Linked DNA regions of Macaca mulatta: region 1 is linked to region 2. The links are chromatin contacts, called in public Hi-C maps. All regions are on one chromosome and are shown on one strand. The core of a region is the stretch at or near the end of the contact, and the rest is flanking DNA. Distances in the headings are between cores, read along the strand shown.

Region 1 (3,710 bases), core at 1,098-3,597, 98 kb before region 2:
CAGAGGCACAGGACTGGAGTCCTAGGACATTGCCTTGGGGTTGCCACAGCCCCACCTCTGGAAGGGCAGGTATTCCTGCAAGCACAGGAAAGATGTACTGCTGAGCCCCTGCAGGAAGCAGAGGCCCACAGACCTACCCTACTACCGACACCCGCCCTCTGGGAAGGACATGCCCCACCCCCCATCATTAGCACAGAGGCACACCCTCTCCCTTCAGCTCCCCTCTAGGCATCCTCTGTCATACTTTAGAAAAGATGTCACCTCGCCTTCTTAAGAGTCCTAGAGTCTGATCCCTCTCTTCCCCAGCATCCCCAGGCAGGCCTGAGAATGGACAGACCAGACTGTCGCCTGCACTTGAGGCCATGAAGTGAGCTTCCTATCACACTGCCACTGGCAGGCAGTAGGTGGGTCAGCCGGCCCCTGCACCCCTCTCTCACCCACCCCAATCTAAGAGTCCAGGCAGCCCTGGATTGCCCTCCCACTGGTGAGCCCTAAGGCTGCAGTCCTGGCCATCCCAAGGACCAGCAGCCTCCCACATGCTCCTTCCCACTGTGGCTGGCCTTAGGCAGAAGCAGGGGGTAAGGGAGGCCCTGACTGAGGGACAGGTCAACCCAGAAACCTCCTCTATATTCTACTGGAAATAAGGTCACTACCATGCACATGTTCCTGCCTGGATGGTGCCCCATGGAGTTGCACAGGGCATAAGCTGAATGCCCATAAGAGGTATTGCTGGCTGAAAAAGCCCCAAGGCAGGTGCCCCAACTGAGCAGCCGGTTGTGGGAGGTGACAGAGCAGATTTCTCCCTGCTTGGCCTCCTATCCCAGGGGGCTCCTGGCACACCTGCAGCAGCCCCACCACCTCCAGCAGCAGTTCTCTGTGGTCTGACTTCTAGTCCTCACCACTGCAGGAAACTACTTTCAAACAAGCTATGGTTCTGAGCCCTGGCCATGCACCAGAATCACCTGTGCAATCTGAAAATTGCACATGTCCACCCGGAAAGTCTGATTCCAGTCTAGGTTGAGGCCCGGATGTGGGTAGGTTTTAAAGGTCCTCAGTAGTTCTGAAGCATAGCCAGGGTACAGCCGGTCCACACTCATCCCCAGTACTCTCATCCCTGCCCACAGCTTCCAATTGCCAGTTGGTTGGCAATTCCCAAATTATCTTTGACAGCGCAGCTCTCTGTGCTTCCCTCCAGGCTACAGATTCACCTGCTTCCTGAACATTTCCACTTGGATAAACCACAGGCCCTTCCAACTCAACATGTCCAACACTGAACTCATGAGCCCCTGCCTTTCCTCCCAGGAACCGGGATGTACCCCTCCCCCAAGTCACCCCGCCAAAGGCACACTTTTGCAGGGCCTACCTACCTCCTCACCCTATCCAGTCAGGCACCAACAAATTTTCAAAATTGCGTGTTCTAGATTGGGGCCTGGTAGCCCCACGCTTCCCTCACGCCCTGCATCAGACCTCATCCTCTTTCTGCAGCAGCCTCCACCTTTCTCTCCAACCCCATCCTCTTTACTACAGCCAGAGTCATCCACAAAAATATCTGTCTGATCACACCATTCTGCTCAAAACCCTCCCATGGTCCCCAGTGTTAGGATCTTTCCATCCATGTTACTCACCCAGCCCTCACCCCACTTGCCAAATTGCCATAATTAGGCATCTGAAATGCTGCCCTCCAGCTACCTACTTCAAGCCTCAGCTCAGATGTTCCTCCTCTGTGACCCCTGCCTTCAGCCCTCAGTACCCACTTCTGCCAACTGCCCTTGCTGTGCCCCAGTGACCCCCGTGTTTGCAAGAGTGTCCATACTCCAAGCCCTAAGCAGCACAGGAGGTGAGCTGTGCGGAGACTAGAGCAGAGTCAGACCCTGAAAGCTTCTGCGAAGAGGCTTAGCAACCCAACGAGGCAGGTGAACTGGCCGCTGAGAGAAGAATCGGGTGGAGCAGAGAGCAGTTGCTGCAGGGCAGACAGCCAGGACCCCCAAATCTGCAGGCACCAGCAGTCAGCCGCCCCACGCAGGGACCGGCCTTCCTCTTGCTCCCCGCCCTCACTCACTTTCTCCCGCCCTCGGCCCGGCCTCCCGGCTCTCTACTTCGCGTGTCTACAAACTCAACTCCCAGTTTCCGTGCCTCTCTACCGCTCGAGTTCTCTACTCTCCATATCCGAGGGGCCCCTCCTAGCATCTACCCCCCTCCCAACCTCGGGGGACCTAGCCAAGCTAGGGGGGACTGGATCCGACGGGTGGAGCAGCCAGGTGAGCCCCGAAAGGTGGGGCGGGGCAGGGGCGCTCCCAGCCCCACCCCAGGATCTGGTGACGCCGGGGCTGGAATTTGACACCGGACGGCTGCGGCGGCGGGCATGAGGCTGCTGAGGGATGGAGTTGGGCCCGGCCTCCAGACAAGGCCCGCGGGCTCCGCCAGCAGCAGGTCCCTTGGGCCCCAGCCCTCGCTGCCACCCGGACCTGGAGCCCCACACCCGAGGTAAGCCAGCCCACTTGCCTGTTTCTGGTGCCAGCCCTGGATGGACGCTCCTGGGCTGGGGGAGTGGACAGGACCACCCCCCTGATCTCCTTTCTTGCATCCTCCCTCTCTTGGGCCCTCGGCACAGTTCTCTGCCCCTCCCAGGCCCTCAGTCCCTCTTGTCGCTTGTTGCACTGTGCTGGCCTTGCCGGCCCACGGTAATGTGACGCTCCCGCTGCCGCTACAGGGTGCAGACTGGCTGCCAAGGCCACACTTTTGGCTAAAAGAGGCACTGCGAGGTGCACAGTCCTGGGCATGCGCCGTTTGAGCTTCGGGGGAAAGCCCAGCACTGGTCCCCGGAAAGGTGCCTAGAAGAACACGGTGCAGGACCCCGTGGTGAGTAGCGGGCTGGTGGATGGGGAGGCAAGGGCTAGAAAACCAAATGGCCCTAGACCACAAGGAGGTAGGAGGCAAGGCCTGAGCTGCCCTCAAGAGACCTGCTCCCGGGCTCCCCCTAGCGCAGAGGGCTCCTAAGGCTGCCCTGCCTGCCTTTCTCTCCATCACGGAGAACAGTCACTGGCCTGGCCCGGAGGCCCTGTTTCCACTTAGCCAAGAGTCGCACACCAGGACCTGGAGGACCACCCCAGGAAGGCCTGGGGGTCTGTTCCACAGGTGTGCAGGCATTCTGTGTGCTAGAGGATGGGGATGAGGGTGGCAGCTGGGACCCAAGAGGAGGTTGGCTAATGAGGACTTATGAAGGCTCTGGGGCCCCAAAAGGGTGTTTGGGAGTGCCAGAAGTGGGAGCTCAGGAGAGGCTGGCTGGAATCAGGAACGATGGCTCAAGGCGGAAACTTCTAGGAGCATGACTACACTGCCAGATCCATAGGAGGCTGGGAAGGGGACAGCCCTAGACCAGCTCTCAGGGTAGCTCAGCTCTCAGAGACCAGGCTGGTATGGAAGCCTAGCTGGCCCTCCTGGGAGTGGCTCAGGCCTGAGTGTAGCTGAGGGGATGGAAGAGCCCACCCTGCTTGGAATCTGCAGGCTTGGCAGGCTCTGCCCCCTGGTGGCCACAGGAAGCCATGGCCCAGGCCCCATGTTTTCCGAGGGTCCCACCATCCCCCGGCTCTGTGATCATTGGGGGACCCCTATGGTCAGAGGAGAGAACTCAGGTGGCTCTGGGTCCAGAACACAGTTCACAGAGGGGCAAGGTGAAGCAGCTCTTGGTGGGCAGCACAGCTTGAGGCTTG
Region 2 (3,630 bases), core at 355-2,854:
CCAGTCCCCTCACCCACTACTCTCCAACCTTCTGATGCTCCCTCACTTTGGGAGTCTTTAACCTTTCAGGTTATTCTCTCCTTCCCCATTCCTCGCCCCGCAGCCTTCATTTCCCAACGGCCGTACCCTCACGCTCCTTTCAGCGGAGAAATAGACCGCGCTTTGTGCGGAAGCTGTCAGCGAGCTGGGGTCCAGTCTCCTTTAAGAGTGATCCGCGAGGGGGTGTGGCTTGCCGAGAGCAGGCCCGAAAGGGGGTGCGGCTCCTTTAGGTATCTGCGGGCCCGAGGCGCGGAGGCCCCGGGCCAGCAGGCAGGGGCGCGGTCGGTCTCAGAGCAGCGGCACCGCCCGCAGCGTCCCGGTTCCTCGAAGCGGGGCGCGTCCGCTTTAATCGGGAGAGAGATGTAGGGGCACGGGCGTTACATCAGCCGCCACGTGTGGGCCTCAGCTGGCGTGGAGGCGGCGGCCCCGCCCCCGGCCCCTGCGGTGGAAAAGTACCGGGGCGCCGAGGTCCCCGCCCCACGGCCCCGCCCCCGGGCCGGCTCCGGCCCCTCCCGGCCCTCGGGGCAAGCCCCACTCTCCCGCCCGGCCCCGCCGCCGGCTCGCGATCTGCAGTGGCTGCCGGGTGCGGAGCGCCGGCCGGGGGTGGGCGCCCAGGGCTGCTAGGCCCCTGCCCTCACCTGCGGCCGCCCGGCCCCGCCCTAGGCGTGCCGGTAATGAGGGTTGGGGTGGGGAGGGCACGGATTCTTTCCAGGGTAGCATCCCCCAAAGAACTCCTCGCTCGCTCGCAGTCCCTTCCCAAAGCCGCGGCCAGAGCGCGGACAAAGAGAAGCTGAGTGCGCCAGGACTCTCCCGCGCGGCTTCCCGGGTCCCGCGAGCGCACGGGCACAGGCACCGGCACCGGCACCGGGAGGGCAGATGGGGAGGCAGGCCGGCTGGAGGGACCAGACAGGCAGCCAGGCTGGCGGGAGCTGAGAGGCGTTGGAGCGCGCGGGAGCCCGCACGCTAGGCGCAGGCACGGCCGATTATCGACCCCCTCAGGCCCCCAGAGCGCAGAACCACTGGCTCCCCGGACGGACCGTGCCACGCTCTGGCTCCGGCGCTACCCGCACAGCCTGCGCCCGCCGCCCCCGATCTAACCGGCGTCTGGCGCCCCCCCCACCCCACGCAGGAGCTCCCCCCGCTTCCCTCTCCCTCCCGCTTCAGCTCCTTGGTGACAGCGGTGACACCCAGCCGCGCGCACCTACCCCGACCTTTGCGGCGAGACAGACATCCCGGTGCGTGCACCCACACTCTTACCCACAGATGCCCGCATACATGCGCGATCACACACACACACACACACACACACACATATATGCACACGCTGGTCCTGGGGCTCAGCCCCGCGTCGGCTCAGACCGACGGCAGGACCGACGGAGGCGCGGGCCCCAGCGTTCCCTTCCCCCAGCCCCCTTACCATGCTGCAGCCCCCTGCCCAGGCGTGCTGGGTCCGCACCGCGGTGCGCCCAGGTGGCTTTCTTAAAGTGAAAGTTGCATCAGCTTCCCGAGGCTCTGTGCCGCGCCCGCCCCGCCGCGCCGCTCGCAGCTCTTCCACAGCCTGTTGTGTTTTGGTTTCGGGGAGGCGGGGGCTAAGAGTTTGGTGAAAGTTTGAAGAGTGGAGAAGGCTTGGGAGATCTAGCCAAGTCCCTCCCCTACCCGAAGAGCTCCCCTGGCCGTCCTCCCCTCTCCATCCCATCCCCTCCCCCCGTGCAGACTTCTCAGGCTCCTCCTCCCAGGGAATAAAATTACAAGTCTCTCCAGCTTTCAGATGATTGATCCCCACGAACCCCCGGTGGCTCCACAAAGGAGCCCCCTTCTCCGCCCCTGCCTCGCTGCCCTCCAGCTGGGGCCCTTGAGCAAGCAGATGTGGTCCCCTTCGGGCTAGGGTGGAATAAAGCCAGAAGGCCTGGGGCACTTTGGGGGGCTGAGGCTGGAGTTAGCCCTCCAGGCCCCTGGCCTTCTGCGCCTGCGTTTCCCCTAGAGAGAAGTCAGAGCAAATTCCATTCCCTTTGGAGCAGAGCCGCTAGAGACTGTGGGCACTGCTGGGTAAGGCCTAGGTCCTACTCCTTGGAACTAGAGGAGCCCTTTCTCAAATTTCCCTCCTGGACCACCGGCTTGGTCAGCTCTACTTTTGAGGTGGTGTTACAGGGGCTGCAGACACCAACCTGGGATCCCTCCTCCTTCCATGGTGAGACAGACCTGGGTTACAATCTCAGCTAAAAAAAAAGTCTTTGCCAAAAGGAGCATTGTGAGCCTCGGTTTCCTCCACTGTGAAATGGAGAGAAGGGGCTAAGGAAATGCATGTGTGTGTATGTAAAGCCCGTTGCTCCAGGCTGCCTCTGGGGAGGGGTGCCTGGCATGTGGAATGAGGCTCCCACATTTGCATACCTTGTGAGAGCCACCACCTTTCAGGGAAAGTGGCCAGTTAGTACTGTCAGAGGAACTGGTTTTTGCCCCAACCTGAGTGGGGCATCTGCTCAGGGAAGGGGCCCAACCTACAGAGGCAATTTCTACTTTGGACCCTGAGTCCTCACCATTTTCTGGTCATGAAACAGTTTAATTTTTTTCCTTGGGACTGTCAGCCCCCAATACATGCCAAACTCACGTGAAACCAATTGTTGAGTGAGATTGCAGTTTATTAATTTATCAGAGGCACTGAACAAGATAACAGGCATCAAGCCCAGGCATTCCCTGCAATGCAAGCTCTTTCAGGCCACACGCAGTCCATTCCACAAACCTTTCTCAGAGCCAAAGTACAAAGACAGCTCTCTATTGTCTCCTATTCACATTGGACTCCTGATCAGATCTGGGAAGACACCTTAGTCTTATCAGCAAGATTATTTTCATTTTCACTTTGTCCCCAAACCTAGTAGATATAGTATGCTTGGGATTTTTATTCTACAAACCAAGTGCAGGTGTTTCTTGTGTGAGTTGTGTGCACACACACCTGGATCTGGGCAACCTGTTGTGTCTGTGCCCCCAGACGCCTGAGCCCCTGATTGTGTATTTGTGTAGGTACATCTGTGGAAGACTGTGTGCACTGCAGCAGGTCTGTGTAGTTGTGTGTGTGCCCAAATCCTGGGACTGGGCAGATGGGGTCCAAGCCCTCTACATCTCTCCTGCCAGGACTTAACTTCCTCCATAAATTGTTTTTAGGATCTTCCTCCTTGCCTCCTCCCTGGGGCTCATCAAAAGGGATACCACCCCAGGGAAGGTAGATGGAGGATGTTGAAGAGGCCCCCAAGTAGAGGAAGGCGGACAAGGAAGAGTATGAAGGGGAAAAGGCCTCCCTCCTTCTCCCTTCCAGCAGTAGGCTGGGCTGGGGACAGGCCTAGAAGAGGGCACTGAGCGCTAAGAACACAGTGAAGATTCTGAGAGTTTTCATGGCTCAGGGAATCCATATGAAGGGAGGCAGGTGTGGGGTGCTGAGAGCAAGATTCCAGGATGCCCTCAGGCCTAGGGGCTTGGGGCCTGGGCAGTTAGAAGAGAGGGGGATGGGTGCTCAGGGGACAGCCCTCTGAGGCTCCGTCAGAAAGAAGAAGGCTTGGGGACTAACCTGGGGACAGGGAGGCAGCCTAGCACTTTAGCCCA

The links. Hi-C and Micro-C count contacts between places; a contact is called where the count stands out from the background.
Region 1: a contact with region 2 is called in a Hi-C map of fetal cortex germinal zone, with 1.7 times the contacts expected there. The contact joins the promoter of ARTN here to the promoter of SLC6A9 in region 2. A contact is called at or near these places in 2 of 14 Hi-C or Micro-C datasets (fetal cortex germinal zone and liver).

The regions. Positions count from the first base shown.
Region 1 is chr1:196,721,221-196,724,930 of T2T-MMU8v2.0, reverse strand. ARTN (artemin) reads left to right here and starts at 2,347. Exons shown (of 5, transcript XM_077960633.1): 1 at 2,347-2,484; 2 at 2,711-2,859.
Region 2 is chr1:196,622,132-196,625,761 of T2T-MMU8v2.0, reverse strand. SLC6A9 (solute carrier family 6 member 9) reads right to left here and starts at 1,604. Exons shown (of 11, transcript XM_077960080.1): 1 at 1,457-1,604. LOC114672665 (a long non-coding RNA gene) reads right to left here. Exons shown (of 3, transcript XR_013402943.1): 3 at 2,658-3,630.